3 separate regions of the Mus musculus genome follow, and all the other regions are linked to region 1. The links are chromatin contacts, called in public HiChIP or PLAC-seq and promoter capture Hi-C maps. All regions are on one chromosome and are shown on one strand. The core of a region is the stretch at or near the end of the contact, and the rest is flanking DNA. Distances in the headings are between cores, read along the strand shown. Region 1 holds the start of Spata20 (spermatogenesis associated 20). Region 2 holds the start of Utp18 (UTP18 small subunit processome component). Region 3 holds the start of Nme1 (NME/NM23 nucleoside diphosphate kinase 1).

What was found. Promoter capture Hi-C pulls out the DNA fragments that hold promoters and counts their contacts. HiChIP or PLAC-seq counts read pairs in DNA pulled down with a chosen protein or histone mark.
Region 2: a CTCF HiChIP or PLAC-seq map of embryonic stem cells shows a contact between it and region 1, with 4 times the contacts expected there. The contact joins the promoter of Utp18 here to the promoter of Spata20 in region 1. A contact is called at or near these places in 1 of 39 promoter capture datasets (neural stem cells), 1 of 15 datasets of contacts at CTCF or cohesin (embryonic stem cells), 2 of 484 Hi-C or Micro-C datasets (both in embryonic stem cells) and 1 of 115 datasets of contacts at active chromatin or transcription factors (embryonic stem cells).
Region 3: a promoter capture Hi-C map of embryonic stem cells shows a contact between it and region 1, with 2.8 times the contacts expected there. The contact joins the promoter of Nme1 here to the promoter of Spata20 in region 1. A contact is called at or near these places in 5 of 39 promoter capture datasets (embryonic stem cells, hippocampal neurons, liver and 1 more), 1 of 15 datasets of contacts at CTCF or cohesin (embryonic stem cells), 14 of 484 Hi-C or Micro-C datasets (cerebellum, embryonic stem cells and myocytes), 7 of 115 datasets of contacts at active chromatin or transcription factors (embryonic forebrain, embryonic stem cells, forebrain and 1 more) and 2 of 9 other capture datasets (adipose tissue and embryonic stem cells).

What each region holds. Positions count from the first base shown.
Region 1 is chr11:94,482,875-94,487,483 of GRCm38.p6, reverse strand. Spata20 (spermatogenesis associated 20) reads left to right here and starts at 2,174. Exons shown (of 16, transcript NM_144827.4): 1 at 2,174-2,274; 2 at 2,385-2,567; 3 at 2,666-2,730; 4 at 2,843-2,997; 5 at 3,073-3,216; 6 at 3,334-3,535; 7 at 3,771-3,901; 8 at 3,999-4,103; 9 at 4,324-4,398; 10 at 4,496-4,609. The coding sequence starts at 2,198.
Region 2 is chr11:93,882,984-93,887,592 of GRCm38.p6, reverse strand. Utp18 (UTP18 small subunit processome component) reads left to right here and starts at 1,827. Exons shown (of 14, transcript NM_001013375.1): 1 at 1,827-2,259; 2 at 3,811-3,926. The coding sequence starts at 1,936. Mbtd1 (mbt domain containing 1) reads right to left here and starts at 1,422. Exons shown (of 16, transcript NM_134012.4): 1 at 1,177-1,422. RefSeq lists enhancers at 1,510-1,543, 1,556-1,598, 1,793-1,825 and a cis regulatory region at 1,805-1,812.
Region 3 is chr11:93,966,171-93,970,779 of GRCm38.p6, reverse strand. It overlaps Nme1 (NME/NM23 nucleoside diphosphate kinase 1), which reads left to right and starts at 2,508. Exons shown (of 5, transcript NM_008704.3): 1 at 2,508-2,559. Gm35198 (a long non-coding RNA gene) reads right to left here and starts at 2,275. Exons shown (of 3, transcript XR_388959.3): 1 at 2,119-2,275.

The sequences.
Region 1 (4,609 bases), core at 925-3,424:
GACTCCTGCTGAGGCACGGATAAGGCCCTGGATTCTATCATCAGCAATGCTTCCTCCTCAGAGTTCACCCCCTGCCCCAGACCTCGTCCTACCCACTCACCTAACTTCCCTTGCTGGTTAGTTTTATGTCAACTTAACCCAGGCTAAACTGATTTGGAAGCAGAAATCTCAACTGAGAAAATGTGCCCCCATCAGACTGGCTTGTGGACAAGTCTGTGGTGCATTTTCTTGATGACTGATGTCTGAGGGCTCAGCTCACTGTTGTGAACAGCGCCTGCCACCCCTGGGTTGATGGTCCCCGGTGCTAGCAGACAGCAGGCTGAACAAGCCATGGAGAACAAGCCAGTAAGCAACGTTCCTCCGTGGCTTCTGCTGCAGTTCCTGTCTCCAGATTCCTGCCTTGAATACCAGCCCTGACATCCCTTTGATGATGGACACAGGACTATGATGTGGAAGTATAAGATAAAATAAACCCCTTTTTCCCCAAGTTGTTTTTGGTCATGGTGTTTCATCATAGCAATAGCAAGCTAACTAAGCCAGCTTCCTATCCACGTTCGTTACCTATCCCTTTTCTCTGCCCTCCAGCTATACTAGCCTTCTGCTGGCCCTCAGTCTCAATACCCTCACCTGCCACAGGACCTTTACACATGCTGTTTCTTCTGCTACATCTCTCACTCCCTGCACTCTTATTCTTTATAGCTACCAATCAAGTATAATGTCCTCAGCAGAGCTTTCCTCTGTGTCTCTTCTACTGGATCGAGTCTCTTGCTAGATTATACCCATTCACGGTACTTGTCGCAGTGTGTAGCTGACTATTCACTAGCTAGTCTCTGAGTAAAAGGGTAGGGAGGAACACACGGGTGTTCGGTGCCTGGTATAGTAGTAGACAGCAGAGGACGCTTGTCATTGACTGAATAAAGTGAATGAACCAAGCAAACAGAGCATGCAGTAAGGACATATTGGCTCAGTGTTACTACTCTGGGAAGGCTTCTCGGAGTGGGTGGGTTCTAGGGAGGATGGGTAGGCTGGATCAAGCAAATTTGGCTGGCTGATCAAATCCTTCGAAGGGAGCCTTATCTCTTGCTTGTAAAAGGGGAAAGAGCTAGGCAAAAGTATTGGATGCTCCGAGGGTCACTCTTCCTGCCAGCACTTTAAATGGAACCCAGCTTATTTTACTCGAATTTTAAGCGCTGAGACGGTTGGATCTTCAAAGGCACGGCAGGGCTGTAGTTCCGCGCTCTACCGCCGAGCGGCGCTCGGAGACCAGCCACAGGGCCAGAGACTTGGCGAGGACAGGGTTCTGGGCCCGCCCTTCTGCAGCCTACCGCCCGAATTGGAGCAGCTATACTGAAGAGTGTGGGACTGTCTGGACCCCAACCTCCGGTCGCCCCACTGTGGGGGTGGGCCTTGCGGCTAGCGGCAGGTATGAGCAAGACACTACAATATGCCTGGCGCCGCGGCAGTCCGTCTTTCAGGCATAGTCTGCGATGTCTGCTCGGATCCCCCTACATGAAGGCTCCTTTTCTTCCCCCACCCTTCTTATCCGCTGCAGGATTAGCTCAGGCTAGCTCTTTGGCTACTTTAGCACCGCCTCTAGGAAGCCTTTCTAGAATGATGTGCTGTCCACAAACCCCTCTCTTGAAGCACCCTGCACCCTGTCACAAACTCATGTTGCTGCCCTGCCTGCTATTTAGTTGCGTTCCCAGGTTGAACTCCCTAAGATAGGTCTATTTGATTCTGAGTGGTCCCTCTCTCCTTCTCCCTCTCCTTCTTTCTTATCTCTCTTCCCCTCTTTCCCTTTCTCTCCCCTCCCTCTTTCCCCTCTGTGTGTATGTATGTGTGTGTGTGTGTGTGTGTGTGTGTTTAGTGTAAGACCTGGTCCTTCAAAGTACTCTGGAGTTCTTGGCTAGTCCCTGACTACTTCTTCTGCTTGTCCCTCACCTGGTCCAGTCCCGGACCCAATACCCATTCCTCTTGACCTGTCTAGACACTAGCAATAGCCACTCCCTTCCTAAGTCACCCACATGAATGCTAAGGATGCCTGCAGTGCAACCGCCCAGGGAGGGGCACTCCACGGGTGATAGAACAGAGCAGGATGGACCATTCTACTCATTATGACCCTCTCTGACCTCACAGATACCCTTCCTACCGCCAGGTCCAAGAAGCTGGGGGAGACTAACCTGGCAGGGAGCCCCCAATGAGCCACCATTCCTCACCACCCCCAAAACATAAGGGGGAGCACAAAGGCCACGGTCTCCCCCGTGGTTCAGAAAGGTGGGCTGGACAAAGAGTGGGGGTCTTTGTGGCTGGGTAACCATTGAGCTGATTTGGGTGGGGCAAAGGGGAAGTGGCCTTCATTTGTGTGACCCATCTGCCCACATTAGGGGCAGCTCTTCCCGGGACAAGGACCGAAGTGCTACTACAGTTAGTAGTTCAGCGCCCATGCCTGCTGGAGGAAAGTCAAGCCGGACTAACTGTCCTCCACCTGCACCGCCGAAGACCGTCAATCGCCTGATCAATGAGAAGTCTCCATACCTCTTACAGCATGCCTACAACCCGGTGGATTGGTGAGAGCCATCCCAGGGTTTCCCTTGAAGCATCTGGGGTCCCTAATCCTCTGAGACTCCCTAGGCTACTGAGTGACCTCTCTTCCTGTTGGGTCTAGGTACCCCTGGGGACAGGAAGCCTTCGACAAGGCCAAAAAAGAAAACAAGCCGATTTTTCTCTCAGGTATACACCCACTGTTCCCAGAATGAGGTTCAGTGACAGGCAGAGGGTTGGGGGTGGTCCCTTGGGTCCCCCGGGGACCTCCTCCTGCCATCCTGTCCCTCTTCTCTCCTAGTGGGGTACTCTACCTGTCACTGGTGCCACATGATGGAGGAGGAATCCTTCCAGAATGAAGAGATAGGGCGCCTGCTCAATGAGAACTTCATCTGTGTCATGGTGGACCGAGAGGAGCGGCCAGATGTGGACAAAGTATACATGACTTTTGTGCAGGTGAGCCATCTCTGTGGCAGTCTAGTCACACCTACAACGCGGCAACTCCCCTGACCCTGGCCCTCCCTCTTCCAGGCCACCAGTAGTGGAGGAGGCTGGCCAATGAATGTGTGGCTGACCCCCGGCCTCCAGCCATTCGTTGGGGGCACCTACTTCCCGCCAGAGGATGGTTTGACTCGAGTTGGCTTCCGAACAGTGTTGATGAGAATCTGTGATCAGGTGGGTGGATGTCTGGGAGGGAAGGTGCCCACGTGCAGGTTGAGAGACCACAGCCACCTCCCATCCCCACCCCGACCTGTGTATGCTGACTTCCACGTGTGTGCTCACCTCCTGTAGTGGAAACTGAACAAGAACACCCTTCTGGAGAACAGCCAGCGCGTCACCACAGCCCTTCTGGCCCGATCTGAGATCAGCGTGGGTGACAGACAGATTCCAGCCTCTGCTGCCACCATGAACAGCCGTTGCTTCCAGCAGCTGGATGAGGGCTATGATGAGGAATACGGCGGCTTCGCCGAGGCCCCCAAGTTTCCCACACCTGGTCAGTGACCTCTGACCCTGACCTATATAATGAGCATCGGTGCCTTTGGCCTCTCTTGTGCGGCTGTGTAGCTTTCCGGTCCCCTGTGGGCTGATATTCTGACCTCTGACTCAGAGGCCAATGGCCTGTGTCCTCTAAGTGGATGGTAGAAGTTCCCACCTTCCAGCCTGACAGACAGAGACTGACTGGGCAGAGCCTCCCTGGAACCTCTCACCCTCTCCTTCCTGCTCCACAGTGATCCTGAACTTCCTGTTCTCCTATTGGCTCAGTCACCGGCTCACCCAGGATGGCTCCCGAGCTCAGCAGATGGCGTTGCACACCCTGAAGATGATGGCCAACGGAGGCATCCAGGATCATGTGGGGCAGGTGAGGGCAGGCCAGGTTCCGTGCCGGCCGGCCGGGGCAGCAGGCCTAGGGACAGAGGCTGAGATCAGTCTGGCCTAACACTCTGCCTTGACCACAGGGCTTTCACCGCTACTCCACGGACCGACAGTGGCACATCCCTCACTTTGAGAAAATGCTGTATGACCAGGCCCAACTCTCGGTGGTCTATACCCAGGCCTTCCAGGTGACTTTTGCCCCTAATCCCAATCCTGGCTGCCAGTCCCAAGACCTTCAAGCTAACGGTAGCTTCCTCTTAATTCCAACCCATAATTCCTCCTCACACTCTAGACACCTGGGCTTCCCCTACACCCCACCCACTTTCCTGGGGGGGTATCCTTTAGGAACCTGAGCCACCACCACCCCCAGTGACATTTACTTACAACCTCCACCCCCCCCCCCCCCAGATCTCTGGCGATGAATTCTACGCTGATGTTGCTAAAGGCATCCTGCAGTATGTGACCCGGACTCTGAGCCATCGGGTGTGTGTCCTCGGAGGCAGGCGTACCTTGGTGCAGGAGGGCTTGACGTCTCCATTGTCTTTTGGATGGTGACCAGCCAACTCTCCTATCTCCACAGTCTGGAGGCTTTTACAGTGCAGAGGATGCTGACTCCCCCCCGGAGAGAGGCATGAAGCCCCAAGAGGGTGCTTACTATGTGTGGACAGTCAAAGAGGTCCAACAGCTACTCCCA
Region 2 (4,609 bases), core at 578-3,077, 600 kb after region 1:
GCCCAATTTTACGCGTTCTTAGAAAAAGTGATTTAGCAAAAGGCAAATAATGTACATTGACAGTACCAAGGATATGGTGTTAAAAATGTCCTCATCGCAAAGAGGACTACTTGTGAAACAGTCATGAAACCCCCACATAGCAGTTCCCTGGCTTCCCAGGGAATAGTTTCAACCATCTTTAGTCATGGAAGCAGCACACTTGATACCGACCCAGCAAAGTTTTCAGTTGGCCCTTACCATCTCTTTACTCTCCCCATCCCCCTCCCTCCACTTCCCTGATGTTCTTTCCTGGCATACAAAATATAGGCCAATGAGCAGTGGGTGGGTGAGGAGGATGTGAGAACAAATTTGAGAAGTAAAAAAGGGAGCAACTTAACCAGGACACGACATGAATGAGACTGAAGGGTCTAATAAGGGCAGGCAAGTGAATATCAGAGACTGAAAGAAACCGAAGGTGCTTTCCTAGGCTGCAGTGCGTGGTATATGGATGTAGGGTTAAGTAGAGGTCAGACTACCTACCACTCGTCAGAAGCTGGGCTGCTTTGGGTGACTTCTAGTGTCTCTTCCGACTCTGAAATGTCAGGATTTCTTTTTCACAAAGGAGAACGTACGGATGGTGGAAGCCCACTGACTTGGAACCCTCAAGTAGCAGCCTTGGCGGCTGACTCCCCGATACCACTCCTACGTCTCCCTCCCACACGTGCCCACCCCGCCCCCTTTCAGTATCAGCACCTCCACGTGCAAAATGCCTCTCGGCGCTGGCTCTACAATGGTGGGCTCCGTCTCCAGCCAAGCCCCGAAACTCTGTATGCTCCTGCCCCCACACCCCCGAGAAACCACTCTCCCACCCTTGGCAGCTAAAAAAGGCAAAGTCTCCTATCTAATCTTTCCCTTCAAGCAGAACGGGGTTGGGAGGGAGCAGAGGAAAAACTTTCTTATGTTTTTTTTTCTCCCTAAGAGAACCCTAAGTCAGGGGTTGAGGGGGGGAGGGGAACCCCTGAACGTTTAACGGCCAGTAGGGGGAGGGGAGCTCCGGAGACGGAGGGGGCGTGGGATGAAGAAGCAGGCCCGCGAGTGGGGTCCCCGAGCTGCGGCGTTCCGGGGGCCGGGCAGCCGCAGGCGTGCCCCCCCCCCTCAAACCTGGCACACAAAGCGGCCGCTGCGCTCGGCTCTCACCAGATCCTTTGTGTTTTCCATCAGGGCCTCATGGGTAGGGGCCGTCCGTGCTCCCCGAGCCCGCGGCGCCCCCTCCCCCCCCGCGAGCAGGGGGCCGGTGCCTCTCCCCGGGACTGCGGCGACTACAGGGGGGACCCCCGGCTGGGCCAGGGCCAGCGACAGCAGTGGCAGCCCCCGGATTTCCCCCCTTTTAACTCGGGTGGCCCCAGGATATCAACAACATTAGCATAGCCCTCCCTCCCCAGCGCGCCTGCGCCGTGACCCGCGCCCCGATTGGCCCACTTCCCCCACGTACCCTCCTCTCTCCCCTCCAGCGTGGGACCCTCGGCAGGCGCCGTACTCTAAGGACCGTACCAAGACCACAAGTCGATGAGGTAATTGAGGGCGCGCGGCACGACGCGGGGCTCAGAATCAGCAGGGCGAGAAGTTTCTTTCAGCCACTTCCATTTGGACTCCGGCCTCCCCGAGTCCCTTCCAATATGTTGCCTCCGAGAAGTTGTGTTGGGAAAAATTTCCACTCCAGTCACGCCGCTTCCCCCTCCACCCGGAAGATCGGCCTTCCCTGAGGAACTCCCACATGGGGCGGGGCCGCCGGACGGAGTGGGAGTGACGTAGCGCGCGAGCGCCGGTCACGTGGCTTGCGGCGGCGCAGACTCCTTCCGGCTCCCCGGGGCCGGGCCGAGGAGAAGAGCGAGCCGCCCCGGCACATGCGCAGTGGTACTCCACGTGAACGTCGGCGTTTTCCCCTCAGCCCTGAGGATGCCGCCCGAACGCAAGAGCCGGACGAGACGAGACCGGAGAGCCGGCGCAACGCCGGGGAGGAAAGCCAGACCCGGGAGCGGCAGCACGCCCGCAAAGGCCGCCCGTTCATCCCAACGGACACAGCCGGCCGAGCCGAGGGCGGCCCCTAGCGCGGGATCCGCGGCGGCGGCGGCAGAGGAGGAGGAGAGCCGGCTCCGGCAGCGGAACCGCCTGACGCTAGAGGACGATAAGCCGGCCGCCGAGCGTTGCCTGGAGCAGCTCGTCTTCGGCGATGTCGAGGACGACGAGGACGCGCTGCTGCAGCGGCTGCGGAGCTCGCGGGTGAGGAAGGCCTGCCTGCCTGCCCGCCTGCCTGCCTGCCGAGCGGGCACACGCTCTGGCGGGGCGCGCGGCGGGAGGCGAGGCCCCGGGGGCGGAGCCTGGAGGTGGGGGGGACCTGTGGCGGCGAGTGCTCAGGTGGGAGGGACCGGCGACCGCGGGCGCCGAGGGGCGCCGTCCGGCTCTTTCGCCTCGGGTTCTGGGCTGCTGGCTGGCGAGGGCGGGGACGCTGCCTTTCTCCGCCCCAAAGGGGCTGCGGCGCTTCGCATCCAGCAGGCGCTCAACTGTCGGCTTGGTTTGCCAAAGGATGTCTGCAAAGTAGAGTCGCTCATCTTCGGGCTCTTACACCCTCTGCTGGAACCACAGGGGTGACCGTTTGATCACCTGTCGCGACTCCGCGTAGTGGATGGAACCAATACGTGGGCAGAAGGCGTAAAGCTGCATTTTAATAACATCGCGGGGTGATACCCACGCCCAGCTTTTGAGAACGATCAGTGTGTATTCATCTCTAACCTTTCTTTGGTTGCTAGCTCTTGTAACAATTGCAAATCCTTCCTGATTGATGCTCTTTGCGCTATTATTTTTGTTCTATACCTGGTCCCTGGACTAAGGGTAGAGACACAGCAGTGGAGGAATCCCACAAGAACCCCTCTTGGAACTTGTGTTAGTAGTGGTAAAAAAGCAAGATAAAAGAGACAAGACTAGTAAAGTTAAAGTATGTTGGTGGAGAGGAAAATGAAAACATTTGAGAAAGGGATTTAAATATATGTGAAGACGTCTTTTAGATAGGGTAAGCTGACTGACTCAATGGGAATATCAGCATTTGCTTAGTTCACCCTTTGTGTGGGTGCTTTGATGGAGAGCTGCAGCAGCCTTCTTTGGGAGGTGGAGACCAGTTATGTTAAGAGCTGTGGGACAGTTCTGTATCCAAAGGACTCACTTGATGGGCTTTGAAAGATCTTAAATCAGCAGTGCTGGTGGATACTGCAGTTGGCTCCTTGGACACTGCCCTGTAGGTTGGGAGAAAGCTCAGATCATTTGAAGGGTTTTTTTTTTTTTTTTTTTTTTTTTTGAGTGCTAGGTTTAGGTTTCGAGTGTGTGGGTGTGGTATAAAGTTTGAAGAAGGTGGAGATGGAGCACATAGAACAAGAGATACTCCTCATGAGGCTATGAGACACAGCCTATGTTGTGTGGGATTCTAGTAGGCCCCGGGCTCTGTAACTGTTGGGCTTTGATGCTTGCTCTTTACCTGCCGGCGGCTTACCTTTTACCCTTGTCTACTGCGGTCTTTAGCTTTCCGTGCACTTCCCCCCCCCCCCCCCCTTCTATCCTGCCTCACCTGTCCTCATGGTGGTTCTGATCTCCTTTCCTGCGTGCTCCTTCAGCATGTGCTGTGGTTGTGTTCCATCACATTATTTCATCAGCACACCAGGAAAGCAAAAGCATTCTATAGGCTATTGTAGTATAAGGAGTGTGTGTGCGTGCATGTGCTTGCGTGTGCGCTAGCAACTTGTTGGAGAATCACAGTGGTTTGACGATGGTGTGTCTCTGTAGGGTCAGCTACATGGAAGCTCAGATGAATCGGAAGTGGAAAATGAAGCAAAAGACATTTTTTCTCAGAAGAAGAAGCAGCCAGTTTGGGTGGATGAAGATGATGAAGATGAGGAAATGTAAGTTAGTCATTTTGTTCAGAATCCCTCTGGATACTTTAAAAGTTAACTTGTAGATTTTTACAAATCACTGCCTGGGAAAGTATGACTATATGAATAACCAAAACATTTGGTGCACAGGAAAAAGGTTCATAATTCGTATCTGAGAGAAAGGTACTCACTGTTTCATTGCACAGCTCATTCCCTGCCTGTCTCGTGTGCAGGATGGACTGCTTAGATAATCATTTCAGTTACATCTTAGCTTCCTTCCTCACTGGATGGTTCCTGACTACCAAGGGCAAGTTTGGAATCTACCTCTTTGTAAAATGAGTGTCAGAACAGTGGCTGTCACAGAAGTCCGTTGGACTAAATGATGCATAGAGCATTTCTAGCCTGGTGCCTGGACTGAGTAAAGGCTTCAGGTAAAGCTAGCACGCTGTATTTGCTTTCTCTATGCAAAGTTATATTGGAAGCAAGGGGAGTTGTTCCTTGTATGAACCAAGTACAAATTTACTGATCAAATGAATTTTCTATTTTTCTGCTTTAAGACTACGGAAAAACATTTTTATGAATAAGCTTTTTTGTTTTTCAAATTTCTTAAATGTGTAGTATTTGATCAGAGACTAAGAACTTAGTTTCTCAGGAGAAGTGTGAATTTCAGTCTTATGATCAGTGAGGGTTCTTTTGGGGGTGTGGTGGGGGGT
Region 3 (4,609 bases), core at 1,259-3,758, 520 kb after region 1:
TTTTCCTGCCCTTATCATACCCAGCTTTAAGGCACATTCTTGCTGTTGTAGTTCAGGCTAGCCTTACATGTTTAGCTCTCTTGATTTAGCTTCCCAAAAGCTGAAAGTGGTTGCTATAGTTTACTTTCCTATCTTTACAAGTGTACTGATAACTCATCACGGATTTAATTCATATCTCTCTAATGGCTAATGAAGTTAAACATGTGTGTGTGTGTGCGTGTGCGCACATGCATAGTCTGGAAACCCATACATAAGTAAAACTGGCCTTGAATTCAAGGTTATCTGTTCTTCAGCCCTGAAGGTTCTGGGATCATAGGTATGAGCTACCATGTCTGGTTTTTTTTTTTTTTTTCCTTTCTTCTTCTTTTTAAAAAAGAATTATTTATTTATTTTAGGGATGTGAGTACACTGTAGCTGTACAGATGGTTGTGAGCCTTCAAGTGGTTGTTGGGAATTGAATTTTTCAGACCTCTCCTCACTGCAGTAGCCCCACTCGCTCCAATCAAGTCTGCTTGCTCAGTCCGGCATAAAGATTTATTTATTATTATACATAAATACACTGTAGCTGACTCATTAGATCTCACTACAGGTGGTTGTGAGCCATAATGTGGTTGCTGGGATTTGAACTCAGGACTTTAGAAGAGCAGTCAGTGCTATTACCTGTTGGGCCATCTTGCCAGCCCCCCCCACCCCCCTTTTTCTTCTCAAATCAGTCTTTTATAGTCTAGGCAGACTTCAAACTTACTGTGTAGCTTAGGATGACCTTGAACTTTTGACCTACCTTGGATGTGCTGGGATTACAGGCCTGTGAAACTACACCCAATCTAAGTAAAGTTGGGGATTCAACCTAAGGCTCTGTGCATGCCAAGCAAACATTCTACCCACCGAGCTAGAGACAATAGCTTTTCTTTTCCTCCTCCACACCCCCTGCATATTCTGCCTGTGAAAAGTCTATTCTTGTCTTTTGCCCATTTTATAATTAGACTATGTGTGTTTGACTCTTTTTTGTTTGTTTGTTTTGCTTTGTTTTGCTTGAGATAAGCTTTTGCTAAGTTGTGCTGACTAGCCTGTAATTCACTATATAGATCAGGCTTGTCTTGAAATCACAGAGCTCTTTAACCTGCCTGTTTTTTTGAGAGACATATTCTCTCTATGTCATCCTGGTGGCCTCTAAGTCTTGATGATCCTGCTTCAGCCTTCCCAGTGCTGTGAATTCATCAGGCAAGGCCCTTCTCATTTGACCAACACCCCAGTCCCTCCATTTCATTAAAAACAAAAGACAAAAAACAAAACAAAAAAAGCAAGCAAGCAAACAAACACATCATCTGGGCTGGCAAGCTGGTCCAGTGGCTATGAAGCACACACTGTCCTTGCAGAGGACCCAAGTTCCGTTCCTAGCACTCACATCAGATCACTCGCAACTGTTTGTAACTCCACCGCCATTGGAACTGACCACTTCATACACTGACATACGCGTGTACATGTAAATAAATAATAAGAGGCTGGAGAGATGGCTCAATGATGAAGAGCACTGTCTACTCTTCCAGAGGTCCTGAGTTTAATCCCCAGCAGTCACGTAGTGGCTCACAATCATCTATAATGGGATCTGATGCCTTTTTCTGGCCTGCAGGTATACATGCAGATAGAGCACTCATACATAAAATAAATACATCTTAATAAGCAAACAAATAAATAATGCCGGATGTGGTTATGCCTTTAATCCCAGAACTCGGGAGGCAGACTAAGAGGGAGTCTCTGCGAGGTCATGGCCAGCCTGATCTACACAGTGAGTTCCAGAAAAGTCAGAGTTACATAATGAGACCCTACATACAATAATAACAACAATAATAAAACCCTCCTCCCGCGTTTCCTACCATCAGGTATTCACTATAATTCTTGGCTCTCAGGTAATAACGGGCTTTCTCCCTTCATGTAGGTCCTTTTGATTATCACTTCTGCAGAGATTTCTCAGCCTTAATTTTTTCCCCCTGCTCTGTTCTTTCTTATCAGCACTTGCACTGTGTGTTCACTATCAATTTTCTCTTTATTGTCGCAATTCTCAACCCTACTAGTAAGCTCCCAAGTAAACTTCAACCCTAGGCTCTAGAATGTTCCTACCCGGCACATAGGATTCAGTACATTTGTTGCTTGACAGAATGAAGGGAAGGTGGAATGACACGGCCACTGAAGCTCTAGTTGTGACTTCATGCAGTGTGAGCGCCACCTGTCGGGAAAAACTAGATTTTCTCGGGAACGGAGGAAGTGAGTCACAGGCAGCCGTAGGGGAGAAACAGAAGATGGCCGCCAGACAGGGGGGGTAAAAAAATCCAAAACACCACACCCAGTGTCGGAAGTTAAACACTGGGCGAGTGCTCCCTAGAATGACATCCGACTCCCCAGAAGAAGCGGGGACCGGCGGTGTACCGCTAAAAGGGCTCCCCTGAATCGGAACTGTCCGAAAAGGTTCCGTGCGAGCAGCTGCGGGGAACCACGTGAGGCCGGGGAGCGTTTCCGGTGCGGGCAGTCGCAGCCGGCGGTAAAGCCTTGTCATCTGAAGGGGTAAGAGGGGTCAAGTTGAGAGTCAAGGAGACAAGTTGAGGGTTTAGGTGAATGGGGAGGGAGGTGGGCGTTCACTAAAGGGTGCACTCTCCGCGGGGTGTTAGGGAGATGGCAGGCAGGGAGATGGCAGGCTGTGGCCAGGTACAGACCTGTCAGCTTGATACGCCACGTGGGCTCGCCTTTGTCCGTGGCCGCAGTTCCTGTCCGGCTCGCGGCAGGGCTATGCCTTATTCTCTTTCCAGTCCGCTGTTGGGCACAGAGTTGGTACTCGGGTGGTGCTTGCTGAATGAATGAATGACACTCTCTGTGTGTGTGAATGTGAGTGAAGAGAGAAAGAAAGAGAGATCGGTATGCAGAGGCTTTCATAGAGGATGTTTCAGCCATTTCTGAATAATCTTTCCTTCAGACATTCTCCAGCTAGTCTGTGGCTTCTGTCTTTCTCTTTATGGGGGGCGCGATTGCCACTTAAGGCCTGCTCTTTGCTCCTATTGACTGCGAGACCCCGTGGTTTGGTATCAAAGATAGGTGGACTGGCTTACAGACCGGGCAGGCGAGAGGGACAGGAAGTCAGGAACAAAAATGATCATGCAAAGGTTCATGCATGCCCTAGCTCACATGTGAACCCCAGAAGGTAATTTTGTGGAGCGGGTTCGTGGGACCCAACACATGCTTGTAGTACAACTCAAGGTCTGCTAGGCCGTCTAGCTGGCTCAGGCCTCATTCTTAGGGTATAAAATTAGAGGTGAACCCAAGTTTAGAAAGACAGAGCCAGGAGCCGGTGTTGCTGTCCTCTTAGGTATCGTCTTTCAAGGTGGAGTCTCCTTTCATCTTGTGAGGCAGTGTACCCTGGAAATGGAACATTCTGGAATGGATGTTCTCCAGGTGTCTTCTTCCTGGATGATGCCCCATGTTAGGTATTGGGCTGTGGTTTTTCTCATAATCCACAGTTCATTGGTTAGTTACAATACTCATTGCCCTTTCCCCATAATATGTAATTTAATAAATGTTAATTGCTAGTCTTACATAATGGACTTTCAAGTTTTTATCTTTTTATTCTCTGACAATTTTCTACATGTATGTGATATATTTAGTCATTTCACCCTCTCCCCTTACACTCTCTCATCTAGCCTGAATTCTTCCAACAAGTTCTCTCCTACTTTCATGTCTTATATTTTTTCTCTCTGTGTGTGTGTTTGTGTGTGTTTGAATGAGTTTAATTGGAGTTGCTTGCTTGATGGATAGAGGAGTTATTTGCTGTGGCATGGACAGTTTACCCATGGCTACATCAGTGAAGAGTGCCCCCCCCCCCTTAATTGCCAATAATTGCCAATAGCTCCCAAGGCAGGGATAAGGCCTTGGGCCTTCTGAGTCCCTCCCCAATCTATGATAGAACATAGTCATTGTTTGTTTGCTTTCCCATTTTCTTCTTTTCTTTTTTCCTTTTCTTTCTTTCTTGCTTTTCTTTCTTTCTTCCTTCTTTTCTTTTTTTATGCTTTGCTTTGCTTTTTGAGTCAGGCTCTTATGTTGCCCAGGCTGGTCTGATTTTTTTTTTTTTTCCCTTTTGCCTTAGCCTTCCTAGGGATATAATTACTGGCATGTATCCTCAGGCTTGGCTTTTCTCATTGCATCCTGAGAAGTGTCCCAAATTGCACAGGGCTGGGAAATCTCATTCTTTGTAAAAACCAAAGATGGTTGTCGTGACATATTCTCTAAAACTTTTTTTTTTTTTTTCGTTTTTGGTTTTTCGAGACAGGGTTTCTCTGGAACTCATTTTGTAGACCAGGCTGGCCTCGAACTCAGAAATCTGCCTGCCTCTGCCTCCCGAGTGCTGGGATTAAAGGTGTGCACCACCACGCTCGGCTCTAAAACTCTTGCTGGCTTTAATGTCTGAGGTCAGACCGTCTTGTTCCAGATGTTGCTTTCCCTAGGAAAACCACACCAGTGCAACATCCCCTAATCTGTTTTACTGAAAAAGGTGCTGTCTTTTTGGTGTGTGTATGTCTTAGTTTACATCTCTTTCCTTAGCTCCATCCCAGTAGACGCTCAATAG